Linked DNA regions of Triticum aestivum: region 2 is linked to region 1. The links are chromatin contacts, called in public Hi-C maps. All regions are on one chromosome and are shown on one strand. The core of a region is the stretch at or near the end of the contact, and the rest is flanking DNA. Distances in the headings are between cores, read along the strand shown.

Evidence for each region. A called contact is a pair of places that touch in the nucleus more often than the background predicts.
Region 2: a contact with region 1 is called in a Hi-C map of leaf, with 6 times the contacts expected there. The contact joins the promoter of LOC123070786 here to the promoter of LOC123070785 in region 1. A contact is called at or near these places in 3 of 5 Hi-C or Micro-C datasets (all in leaf).

Annotation. Positions count from the first base shown.
Region 1 is chr3B:540,498,126-540,502,256 of IWGSC CS RefSeq v2.1, reverse strand. LOC123070785 (probable WRKY transcription factor 65) reads left to right here and starts at 1,670. Exons shown (of 3, transcript XM_044494122.1): 1 at 1,670-2,203; 2 at 2,310-2,459; 3 at 2,579-3,294. The coding sequence starts at 2,058. The coding sequence ends at 3,149.
Region 2 is chr3B:540,860,752-540,864,980 of IWGSC CS RefSeq v2.1, reverse strand. LOC123070786 (cellulose synthase A catalytic subunit 4 [UDP-forming]) reads right to left here and starts at 1,643. Exons shown (of 13, transcript XM_044494123.1): 1 at 1,340-1,643; 2 at 1,154-1,266; 3 at 983-1,034; 4 at 744-891; 5 at 1-77. The coding sequence starts at 1,505.

The sequences.
Region 1 (4,131 bases), core at 421-2,920:
ATTTACAACGTATTTTGAGCAAAATACAACATAATCAACACTATACAAACACTACTGTTCGCGGTTTTTGTAGCTGCACTTTTATTTTTTTCGCTCAGAATATGATATAGCTCATTTTGTCCCAAAACTAAAAACATGAGTATTAGACTATGCTTGTCGCAAAAAAGCTCCACTTATTTTATTTTATTCTTACTATTTTAAAAAATGTGTTTGCTTAATCGGAAGTGTAATACTCTCTCTGATAAAAAAAAGTGTCATGGCTGCTTTTTTGGATGGCAGGGAGTGATTTTTTCACCTGAAAAAGAAAAGGCTTCATCGAGCAAATTAGGAGTAGGAATCAAGAAAAAGAACTATCGTGGATGAAACAATAAAAGGGCACACTTCGGTTAAAGGCACGAAAAGAGTATTATATGGTCGGGGTCAGGACCGGGAAGCCTGAAAATGAGAAGAGACCGGCAAAATAAGGCTTCTAGATGCCATCATATGGACGAGAGGGAACACACTTGAGTTGGAGCACGTCAAAATCACATATTAGTGGCGCCGAGAGAAAAAAGTGCACGTGGGAACGCATTTCGCTGGCATGGGAAGCCAAGCTCCAGCGAACACCGGGACCACTTCCCAGTAGTATTATCTTGCATCAATCCTGTGTTGTACTCTGATTTTTCTTTTGGTAAGCTGTACTGTACTGTACTGCATTAGTTAGCTATATATACTGCCAAAGCAGCATTACAATACCCACGCCAAAATTAACAAGCTTTTTTCTGTCAGACAGAGTCCGTGTAAAGATACCGTGGAGTACTGACAGTGTAAGATGGAATTAACAAGTAGCCGCGGTGCAGTTTCCCAGTGAGTCACATGGATCATTAATTGATGGATGAACCTTGGCACCATTTGATCTGATGGATCATGGATAGATCTCGCCATTCACCTTCGACCAACTACGTACCTGCATACGTACGACAGTAATCGGTTTCCGCGCGTACGCTTGCAGACGTACTAGTACTTGCAAAAGTAGCCAGTTCTACAGGGTTCGTAATGATTCGACACGAAAACAGTGCGTTCACTAGAGCATCTGCACGGCGCATGAAGTATGGTCGATGTAGCAAGCAGTACTCAGAACCCTCTGCTTGCGCTACGGGTCAAAAACTGAGAGACATGTACAGAGTGGTGGTGAGCATCGACGTATCCTGGCCGTCGAACTAGAATCTGATGCTCCAGTTGGATCGGTACCGAATTTAGCGAACCCGACACCTGCTACATACATGATCACGGGCGGCTCGCTGGATCAGGCAGGCACATCTCATCATCTCTCGCTCCGGCTCCGCACATGCACAAAACAAAAGATGTGCCATGTGTGTACATGGCGGGAGGCAAGGGCGCGGACATGATTGGCCAGATCGGTTAGCGAGGGGGTCGCCATCGCAGCCTCCGCCTAATCTAATCGTCCGCCCTGCCCCAAGACGTCGCCCTCCTCGCTCCGGCCCTCCTCCTATACGCAACAGCGAGGGAGGGAGAGGAGAGCGATCCAATCCAGAACCCGGACGCGGGACTGCACGAAACGCTAAACAAAACAGGCGAAAACGCTGCGCGCACACACAACACATCCATTCCATACAGTAGTAGTACGCGCACCCGGTGGATGGCAACATCGTGCGCATAAACAAAAGCGTCCGTCCACCAGCGCATACGCACGCACATATACAACAAACGCGCACGTAGCAGGGGGGCGGATCATTGAAAGCTGCACCCATCCGTCCCCATTTGCTCGCCACCGTTTCCACCATCCCCCCATCCATCACTCGACCCGGTCCTGTACTACTACTACTCGCCTCCACCCCTCTTCCTTCCTGACAGTACACTTCGTTGTGGCAGCCGGTGATCATCATCAAAGCCCACAGATATATACGCTTTCGGAAAGCCGGGGTTGGTTTCGCTTTGAGCTTTTTATCCGGAGCAGCCAGCCGCCGGGCCGGGACTTCTGTTAGCCCAACCCAGATAGCTCCGTCCGTGTCCGATTCGCCGGGGCCGGGCGTGGATACCTAGGCTAGGCGCCGCCGATGTCGGACTGCAGCACGGGCACGGACTCGCCGCGGGCCGACTCCGTCGACGAGCAGCCGCCCGCCGACGCCGAGTCGCCCGGCGGAGGCCAGAGCAAGCGCGACCACCCCTCGCCGTCGTCGCCGCTGCCGCCGCCCAAGCGCAGGTACATACATACACATCTCCATCCATCCATGGAACCAGTCGAATCTCGAATCTTGATTAGGCGGCGGAGGATTGAATGAGTATGTTTGTTTGGCGATTGCTTGCAGCCGGAGATCTGTGGAGAAGAGGGTGGTGTCGGTGCCGATTTCCGAGTGCGGCGAGCGGGCCAAGACCAACGGCGAGGGCCCGCCGCCGCCGGACTCGTGGGCGTGGCGCAAGTACGGCCAGAAGCCCATCAAGGGATCCCCCTACCCACGGTAAGTACTACGCGTAGATACAGCTTTGCAGGACAGGCTGGTAATTTGCGGCAATTAAATCATCAGTTACCAAGTAAGTAGGCTCGTCTGATTTGTGTGAATTACTGTCGCGTGTTCAGGGGGTACTACCGCTGCAGCAGCTCCAAGGGGTGCCCGGCGAGGAAGCAGGTGGAGCGCAGCCGCGCCGACCCCACCGTGCTGCTCGTCACCTACTCCTACGATCACAACCACCCGTGGCCGGCGCCCAAGAGCGGCTGCCAACCCAACAAGTCCTCTCCGCGGCTGGTGGACCCCAAGCCCGAGCCTGGCACGCCGGTGGAGTGCCAGCCCGAGCACGGACCTGAAGCGCCGGAGCACGGGCCTGAAGCGCCGGAGCAAGATCAGGAAGAGGAGCATGAGCAGAAGCCTGTCATCGGTCTGGCCGACCCCGCGGCGATCACGACGGTGACCGCGGCGGCCGAAGAGGAGGAGGAGAGCTTCGACTTCGGGTGGTTCGACCAGTACCCGACGTGGCACCGGACGGCGCTATACGTGCCGGCGTTCGACGTGGCGCCGCCGCCGGAGGACTGGGAGCGCGAGCTGCAGGGGGAGGACGCGCTGTTCGCTGGGCTCGGCGAGCTCCCGGAGTGCGCCATCGTGTTCGGCCGCCGGCGCGAGCTGGCCCTGGCGGCCACCGCGCCCTGCTCCTGACCACCGCGCCTCCCGTTCCGATCCCGTTTTCCCCCTTTCTTTTTTTTCCTCCGGCTGTAGTTTTACCCGGAGTAATTTGGAGGTGTAGTACATAGCGTGGATCAGATCAAAGGGATTTCGCTGTTCAAGAGTGGCTTTCCGCTTATTTTACTGTCTCGGTTCCGTCGCGATCGCCATATCCAAGGCCGTGCCCGTGCTTGTGCTGTGCTGCCCGCGCCGCTCCGGGAGCAGTTCCGGTCACGATACACATCCGATTCCAGCGAAAAGCAGCGAAAGGTTGCATTTTCAGGCGTTTTTCTCGTCACCCGTGACGCGTAGCGCAGATATACACATACTCCTCGCCCGGCGCAGAGGCTAGCGGCAAGTGGCGGCGAACTGGGCAAGTGGCGCGGGATGGTGGTGGTTGGGGGGAAGCGCACGAGGCCGCCACATGCCGGCCTCGCCACGCGGATCCGCGTGCCCTGCCGAGCCACCATCCTTGCCGGCCACGGCCGGCTTGGTAATTTGGTGCGTGGCGCGGGCCGGCGGAGCAAATGCCACGGCGCGGACGGACGGCTCCACCGATCCGCGGGAAATTTGCGTGCCGGGCCGGGTCGCGTACGCCGGCTTTGAGTGCGATGTCTTGAATTCGGGCTCTATCTCTGAACCGTATTCGTGCCCTGTCGCGGTCAGCCGCCTGCCCGGTCGTGATATTTTTGGGAGGGGAATCTACCTACAACCAGACAAACAAATTATTGGGTTGGGTTGGGCCTGGCATGAAAAGATCGAGCCAGCTAGCTTCTGCGAATGAGTACTACTCCCTCTGTCTCATAATACACGAGGGAGTACGTGCGAATCCTTGGCGTTGTATTCGAGCCGGTGCTCCAGGAGTTGGGAACCGATGGATGGTGAATAGGTAGATTCGTGGTGCTCTTGCCTAGCACTCCAAAGGACGCTTAACTATCTTATCCTACGAGTTAGGAAGCACACCCACAGGTATTAT
Region 2 (4,229 bases), core at 394-2,893, 360 kb before region 1:
TGACTGCCCTGTAAGGTGTGAGCTTGTTCTTCGATATAGGGATGATCCGGGAAAGTGGCTCATACGCATCTGTCAAACTGCAAAATCGTTTGGTGTGTAACAATAAATTGTCAGCATATTAAAATTAAAACGCTTGAATTATATGAACCAACCAACTCACCCAAAATCCTAAGCTAATGAGGGAAGGTGACACTATGCATTTCAACAAAACACCATGTCATTTTATAATGTAGCAGAGGTGAAGCTCAAAAAGGTCTTGAACTAAGCCAGGGGAGAGTATAATAGCAGAAAACATATTAAATTAACAACTTAGGAAGATCCTGATGTTAAGATGTATAAACAAGGTGTGGTTAATGGTTATAGGCCAAGTTAAGCAACAAATTGTGTGACTAAGGTGTAAATGAAGCATGTTAATGAGATATGAAGTGTGAATACAATATCACATCTCCAGATTAGTTTAAGCTATTTTCCCCAGTACAAGGGAAATATAGAAGTTTGTATATGGATCTGGTAAGATAGCAATCACACGAGACCTTAAGGTCAATTTCAAATATAACTGGCATCTAGCTCGTCTAAAAAAAACCTTTGGTGTGAATCAGCTAACTATATATGATAATACCTATAAAAATGGTGAACCAGAGATTTACAGATTTTCATTTGTTACGAGACATGGATACATATATACAAGTAGAAGCTCTAGAGTAATCATTTTAAGGATGTATAAATGGATGCGTAATTCATACTCCTTTTCTTCCATGATCTGTTCTTCCACAGGCGGAACTTGTGCTTTAGCTGCAGCCTTTTTTGCTGAGGCTTTCTTCTCATTCTTCTTCTCCTTCCAACTATCAACCCTGTTCTTCCAGATGGGCTTCCCGGATTCATCATTCAACTCTTCACATCCAGAGTGAGTGAAAAAATTTCAGTACTTAAGCGACATCAGGGTAAGGTAAAAAGCCCAAGCAAAGTAGAGAAGTATGCCTACCACTCCCAATTCCAGACATGCTGCTAAGGGTCCTGGCATGACTTACTACATCCTGTTGCACCAAAATCACATCCAACATTGTCAGAACTGTAGGAAATTCCCCTTCCTTGAGGGGTGTGTGTTCAGCTGATCTACACAAAACCGAACAGTTGCACGAATAAATGACTTCACCTGGCGATCGCTGAGTTGGTTCGCCATTGTGACCCGCCCACGCAGACCCTCGGCGACGAGCTGGTCCTCCACCGCCGCTTCCTCCTCCTCCACGGCGCTCCCCTTGCCATTCGCTGGAACAGAGAGCAAACTCGTCAGCGCAAAGCCCCTCGCTGGACTCCTAAGCTTCTGTCAAGGAAAACGGACCTGGGTCGGAGACGGCGTACTCTCCGCCGCAGCGCGCGCAGGCGGCGCGGCCCTCGGCGACGTCCTCGTCGAGGCAAGCCTTGCAGAGCGTGTAGCTGCAGGCGCGGCAGGCGGCGTGCGCGTCGTCCCCGCAGGCCGCGCAGGGAGGATGGGCCCCCGGCTCCATCGTGGCTCCTCCTCGTCGGGGCGCGCGCTACTACTCACCCCTCCTCGCCGGCGTGCGGGCGGAGCGGCAGTGGCCGGAAGGGTGGGGAGTGGAGTGGGAGAGAGAGGGATAGGCTCAGCGTGCCGGAGGTTGGATGCGTGGTGATATAGCCACGGCCGCGCGGTGGCGTGGCGCTGGCAGGCGGTGGGTGGGGTTGGGGCGTCGGCATCGCATCGGCGGGTGGATGGAAAGAATGGAAGCAAAGGGTTGGGCGCCTGAGCGGGCAGGGGAGGGGCGCAGAGGCGGGGCGGCCTGCGGCAGGTGTTTTTCGCGGGAGGGAGGGATTTTGCGGGGTTTGGAAGCGAAGGTGACGGGCGATGGGGCGGGGCGTAACCTGCAAGGCGGGAGGGTCGGAGGTCGGGGGCAGGTTGGTGGTGCTTGGTGTCGTCGGTGCGGGGCCCGTCGCGAGGTGAGAGCAAGAAGGTATCGCTCGCGTTGCGGCGTCGCTTTTGACAGCACGTTTTCTAACTCGCGACCGACGCGACGGCGAAGGGCGAGGAGGGTGGGGGAGTCGTGCTCCGCGGAGGACGAAATTGGAGCAAGTTGCCAGATGTGCAGTTTATGTCCTGGTACACTGAGCTGAGAGTGAAGTCTGAAATAAAGCTATGTCGTCGAAATTGAACCCTCAAATTTTAGTCCGTGAAATCAGCACTCGTACTCTCTGATCTCGGTCTAAAGCAACCTTCAGAGAATTTTCAAATAGCGAACCTGGCAAGGGAGGAGGCCGGAATGTCTGAGTGAACCAACCATGGGTGGTGGGTCCCACAAGGCCCCATGAAATCAACACTCTATCGGGTTGAGCCAGCGGACTAGGTCGCGCCCCTCCACTTCACACACTTCGCCCCTCCTCTCCCTTCTGTCCGCCGACGATGCATCATCTTCCTACTCTCTTGCACAACGGCAACGGCGACCAGCGGACAATCACGGTTACCAATGACGATCATGTCTGTAGTAAAGAAGGAGGTACGCCATGTCCTTCACTTGTGCTCATTTGCCTGTTCTATTTTTGTCTATGTGCAATTAGATGTAGGGTTGTAGTAGAGAAACGTTGGGGCTTGGGTTGATGTTGGTGTAAAACTGATTGATTTGCGGTTAACTTGTTCAATTTTACATCACAAGAGTTACACATGCCCTGTGATGCAGGTGTTTTCGTTCAAATCATGAACCCAAGGGAGGTGTTAAACATTAGATTTGCCTCACAAATAATTGGTGAATTGGTTGCTATTTCTTTATAATGATAAGGATTGAATGAAGATCTCAGAACATACCACAAATGGAGGAGTTGCAGACATATGTGGAGTACAATGGGGAAAGAAGGCTAGGACAAAATATCACATGAAAACCAAGTTTTCGTGGAAATCGTTGAAAACCACACGGAAATGATGTTTTGAAGCTTCAACAAAATCTTTTAAAAAATACGGGATGTAAGAATGATGTTTAGAATGTGAAATTCTCAAGTTCAAATACATTACCATTTACAAGGTACAAAAAACAAAATCAATAATGAATAATGCCAAATAGTAAATGTCACTACTCATTGTTGAATTTTTTTTTCATATCTCATACATGGTAATGTGTTTGAACTTGAAATTTAGTATAGCAATAGAACATCACCATCTTGACATTTCTTTTTTTTAGATTTTTTCAAAACTTTTAAACGTGGTTTCCACGAAGTTTTCTTTGAAACTTCGTTTCCATGTGATATTCTCTCTAATATCATAGAGAGAATATCACATGAAAAACTAACTTTTAGTGGAACTAGTGAAAACCACGTTGAAATGACGTTTTGAAGTTTCAGAAAAATCTTTTAAAAAATAGGGGATGTTAAGAGTGATGTTCTATTAGCATGTGAAATTCCCAAGTTCAAATTCATTACCATTTACAAGGTACGAAATAAAAAACAATGTCAACATTGAATAGTGTCGGATAGTAAATCCCACTATTCATTGCTGAATATATTTTTCATATCTCATACATGGTAATGTGTTTGAACTTCAAATTCAGAGCATATATAGCCGGGCGCCCCAAACCCGCCTCATACGCCCGGGCGGGTCGCCCGGTCACTGGCCAGCCATGAAATTTCGACCAGACGGGCATCAAACACCCGGGCTGACTGCCACCCCTCATATCCAGCCCAAATATGGTAGATATGGGACGGTCGGGCGTGTCCGCCATGTCGTACCCGGCCCATGATGGCCCACCCGACCCCACATATATTCATATTACTCCCCATCCGCTCGCCGGACCAAATCCCTAGCCACTTCACTCCACTCCCCTCCGGACCCAAGATTCCGTCAGGCGATCTTAGGTCGTCTCCGGCATGGCGAGAAGCAAATCCGAGTCCTTCATCTCCAGATCCGTCGACCCTGATACGTCTATTTCGCATCATGTTTTCCTACTGTTATTTATATTTTTTGGTCATCATTCCACTTTATGATGCAGTTCTAATGCCTTTTCTCTCTTAGTTTGCAAGATTTACATGAAGAGGGAGATTACCGACAACTGGAATTCTGGACCTGAAATAGCTACAACGGAGATACCTATCCTATAGAGCTCCAAATGACCTGCAACTTCATGGAGATTTTTTAATTGAATATATAAAAATACTGGAGGAATACCGGAGGGGGCCTACCAGTTTCCCATAAGGCATCAGGGCGCGACCACCCCTGGGCGCGACCTGATGCC